Regions from separate parts of the Hordeum vulgare genome. Here region 2 is linked to region 1. Evidence: chromatin contacts called from public Hi-C data. All regions are on one chromosome and are shown on one strand. The core of a region is the stretch at or near the end of the contact, and the rest is flanking DNA. Distances in the headings are between cores, read along the strand shown.

Region 1 (4,302 bases), core at 902-3,401:
TACGAAGACTAATTAATATATCTAATTACTCTACCGTATACTAGTGTAGAAATACTAGTCTAAAAATAATAAACTATGGAAGTATAAAAAAAATACGAAGAGAAATACCTTTAGAATGCAGAGTAAGAATTAATTCCAATGAGGAGACGACTTCGAGAAATCCCGCCGAAGAGAAGAACAAATATTTTTATTTAATAAATCTAGTTAAACCAAAAGATTGATTTAACCCGAAATAGATGATTTTTGGATGCTCTTATGGGTCTATATTTATAGGTGGAAGGAAGGTCTAATGGTCCATAGGTAGGCGATGTTGGACTAAATATATACGCAATGTAGGAAAACTAGAAAAAAAAGTAAAAAGGTGCCTCATGGGCCAAAGGAATCGGCCACCGCACAGCACATGCACATGGTTGTGCTGGTTGGCCTCGACGCGCTTTGTTTTTGTTTTTGTTTTTGTTTTTGTTTTTTTTAAACAAAGAAGAAAAACGTATAAATGAAAAAGAGAGAACATTTTACATAAGCATATTATATATTTTAATTTTCAGAATAAAATTATCTAAAACATGAACATATTTTTAAAACCAAAAAAATATTTTTTTAAAAAAATTATTTTTTTGCAATAACTTTAAAATGAAAAGGAATTTGAATTTCAAATAAATTGCAAATACTTAAAATTTGAATCAAGACATAGTCTCTGATTTTGGAGGGTCATTTTCCTCCTCTCGTTTGATTTTTTTTACTCAAAGGGTTTTGAAAATATTCAAACTCAAAATTGAAAAGGGATTAATTTTGGGAAAGTCATTTTATTCCCTCTCATTTTTTTGAGAAGTTTCAAATTCCACTCAAGTTTCAATCACTCAAACAAACAAACAAACAATCATTCTAATAATTATATTAACATTCCAAAATTTATAATTTTGGGATATTACATTATGCATGGGCAGATCCAACAAGATACTACTATACCTCGACCCAAAATCATCACCTGTGAGAGGTGGGTGTTTCGGTCACACAAAGACAAAAATAAGCTTTAGTTGCACACTTTAATGTTCAAATTTGAAGTTGTTTGTTCAAAATCTATATTAAAATGCAAAGAGTCTTGCCTATAAAATAATTGTATTTTACGCATAAAAAAACAAATATTGTTCTTCCCGTTGCAACGCACGGCCATTTGTGCTAGTATATATATATATATATGTTCCTGATGTATCCGGAAAAAAGGAAAATGTGTATGGAAAAAACTAGACATGAAAACATATATATGAAAAAGTGTTGATCATGTATTAAAAAAAGTTCTCAAATTGTATTAGAAAATCTGCAAGATGTATAATTAATGTACAATTGTTTCTGCAAAAGTGGACATAAAATAGGTATTAAAAATAGTAACCATGCCTTTAAAAAATGTAAGATCCGCATAATACATATTCCTGTATAATAAATGTATGTAAGCCAAAAGTAGTAGACATAAAAACAATTTTTTTTTAAAGTGTTACATAATTATTTGAAAAAGTTAAATTCGTGTATAAAAATGATCCCGGTGTATACAAAAATGATGCAAATTGTACATGGAAAAATAGTTAACAACAAAACATATATGTTTAAACAAATTTTAAATCATGTAATTGGAAAAATCTCAACGTGTGCACAAAAATGATTCATGTATCTGAATAAATGATAAACGTGTAAAAAAGGTTCTTATTCTCTACAAAAAAGAGAACGAACAAAACTGATGGAAATGGAAAAAATATATAAAAATGAGAAAACTAACATGGAAACCAAATCCAAAACAATGGAAACAACAGAAGAAAAATAGAAGAAAGCCGATGGAAACCAGTGCAAAAGAATTGGAAAAGGCGAGAACCGAGAAAAAACAAAGAAAAACAGAGGAATGAATGAGGAAAGAAACAAAGAAAATTGTAGAACAAAGAGGAAAATAAAAAAGAAAAGAAAACAGAATACGAAGAAAACACAGTAGCAAAAACCGGCAAAGGAACCAGAAGCCTGGTGAAAAAACAAAGAAAACCATAACGAAATGAAGAAATCAGAAGAAAAATATATGAAAAAAGAAGAAGAGCGCAGCTAACAACGTGCGTGCGAACGAGTGCTAAAATGGCCAGCCCAGTAAAGTATTGGCACCTCAATATTTCACGCGAGACAATAGGTATTCTCGCCATAAGCGAGATATAATTCGCGTGATCAAACATATACCTGTAGTGCCCCATTATTTACTATTGGACCAACCCAACTATCAAGGCTTCTCTTCTCACTTTTGGAGGAACCTTCTAGAATTTCATAAACCGTTTTGTTCTTTTCCTTTTTTTGGTTTTCTTGTTTCATTTTATGATTTTCGTTTTGTCTTTTCCTTTCTCATTTCACAAACATTTGTTTCAAATTATGATTGTTTTTAATTCACAAACTTTATTTCATAAAATGAAACATTTAGAATTTGTGAGTATTTATTTGATGTTTAGGTTAATTTCTCAAATTCATGATCATTTTATGAAGTCATGGGCATTTTTTAAATCCATTAGTAGTTTTCAAAAGACTAAATAATTTTCAAATTCGCGAGCTTTTTGAAATCGAGCGACGTATTTTGAAATACGTGAACAATTTTCCTACTTCGGTAACATTTTTAAAATTTGGGTTTAAATTCTGTAATCCGGGAACATTTTTAAAGAAGCAAGAACAGGTTGTTGTATTAGCTAGTATATAGTACATTTGCGAATTGTGATTGCTCATGTGTGTATTCTTTTATTACGGGCCTCTCAATTTTTAAAACATGTGGGCATGTTTATGAAGTTCAGGTTTTGTTTTGGGGGCAAGCAAGGTCTAAGATTGGGGAAGCTGACGTGTGCATTTTTCATCACAATTTTAGAAGATAAATATTGTACTTTAATACCATTTAACCATCTTTTCCATCAATTTAACTATGTTTATCTTAAAACATGGAGAATTGGAGAATTGATTCCCGAAGATGATGTGAGGATGGAATTTGTACCGTCGTGAAGAAAGTGTGATACGAGAGTCCCAAAAAATAAAACAAAAATGGTTTGTTGTGTTTGGGACCAAAAGAGGTTAGGAGCTAGAGGGAGGCTGCCAAGTGGGCCATGGGGTGCCTAGACGCCGACCATGCTAGGGCGCCTATGACCCACATATCCACTTGGTGACCCCAAGAATTTTAGGGTCCTTCCCTAGGTGATTTATCCATATTAATTTTCCCTTGATTTTACCGCAGTGGCTACAAAGCGGGAACCTAGTTAGTCCTATGTGAAAGTGCATGTAGTCCCCATGTGTGGTTTTGGTAATTGATGACAATTCTAATGGAGTAATGTTTGCATTGACTTATACATTTTAAGGAATGTTCTGTTTGCAATGCATGAAGAATATTGGATGATTTGAAGTATGCTTGTTCAATGAATATGCAAGAAGGATCTCGAATGAATTCTAAATGAATGTCATATACATATTGTTGTGCATGCATCAAGGATGAGCTCAATGATTGAATCAAATATGATACGATCAAGATGAATTCCATGTGATGAACAAGATGTGATATATGTGGAGTTCATTGAGGATCTCACACATTCTAATGCTTTGGCTTATGGTTTGAACCATGATGGATTAAGATCTTGAGAGAATAATTAAAGAGAAGAATTCCACATATGTCTTGAAAATAGGATCACGATGAGCTCATATGTTGAGTCATGGATGATTATGTCTTGAAGCAAGTAATTCAAGTGAAGAATTCATTGTGCCTCTTAAAAACTATGTTGTATCATCAAGACGAGCAAGTTATAGCCAATATTAGACTCATAGACAAACTTGATATGGTAATGGTGAATTGAGATATTGGTAATCATTTCTTAAAGAAATGAAGCCTAATAAGAAATCAAAAGGGCCTTCAAGACATCAAGATTAATCATGGATCAAAGATAAATGTTGACCAAGATGAAGATGAAAGAGTTAACCCAAAGTTGGTCATCACATAAGCGCAAATGATGTACCACATGGGATCTTGTGATATGCTAAGTAATCGCAAATTGCACTTTGTGTATTGTCTGTGTTTATGAGGATTATGTAATTCTCATGGGCTCGCATCAAGAGAGAGATTCCAAGTGTCCATTAGAGGATGACATCAAGTGTCCATGATCATGTTTTACAATGGCAAGTTCAAGATAACCATCCCTAAGGATTACATGCTTGAAGCTTGTAGATGTTCACATGACAGACAAGTGAAGATGAATACAAAGCTAGGCTTTCCACATTGTGTATGGGAGAGCAACTTTGTCACGCCCAAAGATG
Region 2 (4,758 bases), core at 146-2,645, 550 kb before region 1:
GACCCATGAGGCACTAACTTATATGAAATGTAATTTAGCTAATTACCCCCTTGACCCTCAGGGGTCGTAACATCCACTGTTCTCTCATGTTCAATCCAGAGGATGTAGGATTGCAGGGTATGAATAGGGTGGGCATAACAAGCTAATCCGGTCTTTGGTTCTTCAGTTGCATTATAGACCTGGTATAATACGAAATCACTAGTTAGCGAATACACCTTCTAACGATTACTTTCATCTTCACAGGTTGTGACAAGTGACGCATTACATGCGTGCCACTTGTCGCAACGTGGGAGTTTTTCCTATTTTTCGTAGATTCGTATTTTCAATACGTTTTGTCTCCTAAACCGTGCGTTCAAATCTCGAACCGTTTTCACCATTGGCTTCTTGCGTCGAGATCTTCAAAACTAGATCCCATGTTGATAGGTTTTGACGAACTTTTTTTTCATAAAAAAACCGGAAGAAAAAAACGGACAAAAAAACCATGCCTCACGTGATAGAAAAAAACCGGACAAAAAAACCATGCCTCTCGTGAAGGAAAAACCGTGTCTCTTGCGAAAGCAAAACCGTGCCTCTCATGGATAAAAGAGAGAGCAAAAAACGCGTTTTTCCCTTTTCACGAGATGCACGGGCGTGCCTCTCGGAAAGGCAAAACCGTGCCTTTCGCGGAAGCAAAACTGTGGAGCTCGCAAAAAAGAAAAACAGAAAACGCGTTTTTCTCCTTTCGGGAGAGGCAAGGGCGTGCCTCTCGCGAAGGCAAAATGGTGCCTTTCGCGGAAGCAAAACCGTGCCTCTCGTAAAAAAACAGAAAACGCTTTTTTCCTTTCCGAAAGGCACGGACATGCCCCTTGCGAAGGCAAAATCGTGTCTTTCGTGAAAAAAAACCGTGTCTCTCGCAAAAAATTGAAAATGTGTTTTTTTCCTTTCCGAGAGGCACGGCCGTGCCTCTCGCGAAGGCAAAACCGCGTCTCTCGCAGAAAAAAACAAAAAACGAGTTTTCGGCGTAAAAAAACAAAAAATGCTTTTTTCGTGATTTTTTTTCGTCCAAAAGTTACGAAAGACCGGTGAAAAACCATAACACAAAAAATTCGAAAAAAACCACTCAAAAAAGGAGAAAACGCGTGCGAAAAAATAATGAATAAAACAAAATCCAAAGAGAACGCTCAGAGCACGACACGTAGCGACGGCTGGAAACGCGCCAACTGACAGCGCGCGAGAGCGATCGCTGGAAGGCTCGCGAGGGAGCGCTCGCTAACTAGTTGCTCTCGGTATAATATTGCTCACCTCGGTCCTACAACGAGGTTACTCAATTAAACTGAAGTAACAACCTCTATGGGCCATACCACCTAACTCCGTAACTCCCCAAGGCCCAAGTAAATGCTGCCAGGTCCCAACCCAAGGGAGCTCCTAATCGACACTTCAAGCGCCGGTTCGGGCAACTCACGCCTACAACGCCCAGAAACGGGCCGCGACCCACTAAGTAAATCCACTACCGTTCGTTTTTGCTAGGCTTGTTGATTTTTTAATGGATGTGGTGTATTATTAGTTCAGGAAAAAGACCGTTTTTGTTTTTTTACAATTTTGAATATATTTTGTAAATTAAAAAGTTCATAGATTTATTAAAAACAAATCACAAATTTAAAGAAAGTTTATTAGAATTTGAAAAAAGTTCATCAAATCCGAAAAAACGTTCATCGTACTTTAATAAACCTTCACCGATTTTTAAAAAAGTTCATCAAATTTGATAAAAGTTCATCATTTTTTGAAAAACGTTGACCGATTTTTTTTTGAAAAGTTCATCGATTCCGAAAAAATGTTCATCTTATTTTAAAAAACGTTCACCGATTTTTTAAATTTTTTTATAAAATTTGATAAAAGTTCATCATTTTTTGGAAAAACATTCACCGATTTTAAAAAAAAGTTCATCGATTACACAAAAATCTTCATCATATTTTTCAAAACGTTCGCTGATTTTTAGAAAAAGTTCACCAAATTTGATAAAAGGTCATATTTTTTGAAAAACGTTCACTTATTTAAAAAAATCATCGAATTTTATTAAAAGTTCATCATTTTTTTTAGAAAAAATTCATCAAATTTGAAAAGGTTCATAGATGTTGGAAAAAAAGTCACCTATTTTGAAAAATAGTTCATCAAATTTGATAAAAATTCATCATTTTTTAAACAAGTTCATCGAATTTGAAAAAAGTTCACAAATTGAAAAATAGTTCATCAGTTTTTAAAAAAGTTCATCCAATATAAAAAAGGGTCATCATAATTTAAAAAAATCATCAATATTCAAAAAAGTTCATAGAATATCCATAAAAAATTCGTAAAATTCTGAAAAGGGTTCATTGATTTGGAAAAATATTTGTTCGTTTGGAAAAAAAGTTAAACAGAAAATGGGTGTGTTTTTTTTAAAAAAAATGTAAAAAATATAAGAAAATTAATATGAAAATGAAAAAGTAATACAAATAGTAAAGAAAAAAAAACCCGAAGAAAAACCAGTCCTGAAAACTAAATAAAAAAACCCATCTAAAAAACTTTCGGAACCTTCACAAAACCGAAACCCCCTCCTCCCTGATGGGCCGGCCCATGACCGAATGCTGCAGGCATCGGTTAAGCAGAATGCACTTTAACCCTACAAGGTAGCAGCCACGCTTCGACTCATCTTCCTGAAGGCAACTCAGCAGCGAGAACTGGCAGTTATGACCTGCGAGTCTGCCATGCAATGGACGCCAGCAAGAACAGACTAATTCTTCAAGTCGAAGGCTATTTTGAAGGGGTGGAACTGGGCCACTCCAGGCACAGTAACAGGGATAGCACAACAAAACCTTAAGCTTTCCGGTACTCCTGCTGTTATGACCACCAACACAGTAATCCGTCTGTTACTTTTACCCCATGGGCTATATAACACTATCCAAGCATCTATTACTGGAAGAATATTAGGAGCTTGTAGTATGCCATCAGAAGTACTCCCTCCCTGAAATGTATGGCGCACTTGATTCTTGCAGTCTTCAATGTACGAGATTGAAAAAGATTTTTGCTCATAATATGTCTGTAAAGTTAGTGTAAGGAAATATAGCATAAAAATAATTTTTAAGATAAATGAAAGATGCCATTCAAGTATGTCCTTTTCATGTATGTTGGTATATATTACCGGTCAAAGTCAGAATCGAAGATAGTGAAAAGTTAAGCATGCCTTGACATTGGGAAAAGGGAGTACATCGATTTCGATCTCATTATTTACTGGATGTAATGTACAATGGATGCAGATAAGTATTGATATTCACCTGTTGTACGATGATGGGATCTTCTCTGCTCCGATTGAAAATATAATTAAGCCTTAAGTCATATTCATCTCGTGCCGCAATGTATCCATATAACTGTATTGAACCACTGTTGATAGGAGATATAGCTAACTTTAAGGAGAAAATATGCATCATCTCACGTGTCATATTATCCCAAGATGCTGGCTCCAGCTAAGCTTCACCAAGGATATTATATAGCTGTTGTTAGTTAACATGCAACTGATAAATGAATACTATAAGTAACTTACGTTGTGTAGCACATATTTAAGGGCCTGCAAATAGGTAAGAACGGCCTATTCAAATCCATGCGCAAACTATGTGGGTAGGTATGAGTATGAAATAACACCCAAAGAATTCAGGTATGGGCAGATAATACTAACTTAAAAACAGTTTATCCACACCCAATTTACCCACATAAACTTCACTTATGAAGTAACTAAGCCATAAGGAGGGGCTGGGAAGGGGCTAGTATCAGAGCCAACTACTGCTTTGCCATCAATTGCTATCCTATGGGTTTGTGCCATGACCATCATGCCTTCAACCATAGTGAAGAAAGAGGGAAAACCTTCGGCAGCAGTGATGAGGTGTCTATCAACAGTAGTGGCCAACAACATCTTTGTGCAAACTGCAATGAGCGGTATGCATGTCATCGCTGCACGCAGCAATTCGACATCGAGGTGGATGACTTTAACGACAACAACGTTATTAGTGTGGCACCCTCTTGCCGTGTCAGCCTTTTTTTTGCCGGGGCAGTTCAGCCTCTGAAAGCACAGTTGCTTCCTAAGATGGTTTTGGTAATTAATTACAACATATGCATCATCCGACTAATGAATTTATCCAAGTACATTTCAGAAAAGTTCAAAGATGCTTTGGCTATAAGATTGTGTGGAGATGCCCCTTTGATGCAAGGAAGGAATAAGATCGACAAAAGCTTTGAGCAAGAAGACTCTGTTGGGGAACGTCGCATGGGAAACAAAAATTTCCTACACACACGCAATATCTATCCATGGTGGTGATGATCTATGAGAGAGGAGAGTGAATCTACATACCCTTGCTAAGCGGAAGCGTATATAACGCGGTTGATGTAGTGGAACATCTTCGCTATCCAAATCGCAGCCCGTCCCGCGATCTCATCACGATCTGTGCCGCGATCCCATCACGATCCATGCCGATCTAGTGCCGAACGGACGACACCTCCGCGTTCAGCACACGTACAACTCGATGACGATCCCCGCCTTCTTGATCCAGCAAGAGGGCCGGAGAGGTAGATGAGTTCTCCAGCACGACGGCGTGGTGGTGGTGGTTGTGAACTAATACAGTAGGGCTTCGCCTAAGCACCGCTTAACTAGACTAGAGGAGAAACAGATCTCGAGAGAAGTAGAGGGAGCACGTGACAATTAGGGTTAGCCCTCACCTCTAAGACCACTAGTATATATAGGAGGGAGGGAGGGGA

The links. Hi-C and Micro-C count contacts between places; a contact is called where the count stands out from the background.
Region 2: a contact with region 1 is called in a Hi-C map of leaf, with 4 times the contacts expected there. The contact joins two enhancer-like sites. A contact is called at or near these places in 3 of 6 Hi-C or Micro-C datasets (leaf and seedling).

The regions. Positions count from the first base shown.
Region 1 is chr7H:161,644,185-161,648,486 of MorexV3_pseudomolecules_assembly, reverse strand. No RefSeq gene overlaps it. Among protein-coding and RNA genes, the nearest start is that of LOC123408049, 85 kb to the right of the region's middle. Within about 2 kb of position 2,151, at least 1 of the 3 cell types and tissues checked has open chromatin away from gene starts, as enhancers often do. A contact at or near this core is called in leaf, where this site is marked.
Region 2 is chr7H:162,193,803-162,198,560 of MorexV3_pseudomolecules_assembly, reverse strand. No RefSeq gene overlaps it. Among protein-coding and RNA genes, the nearest start is that of LOC123414458, 30 kb to the left of the region's middle. Within about 2 kb of position 1,395, at least 1 of the 3 cell types and tissues checked has open chromatin away from gene starts, as enhancers often do. A contact at or near this core is called in leaf, where this site is marked.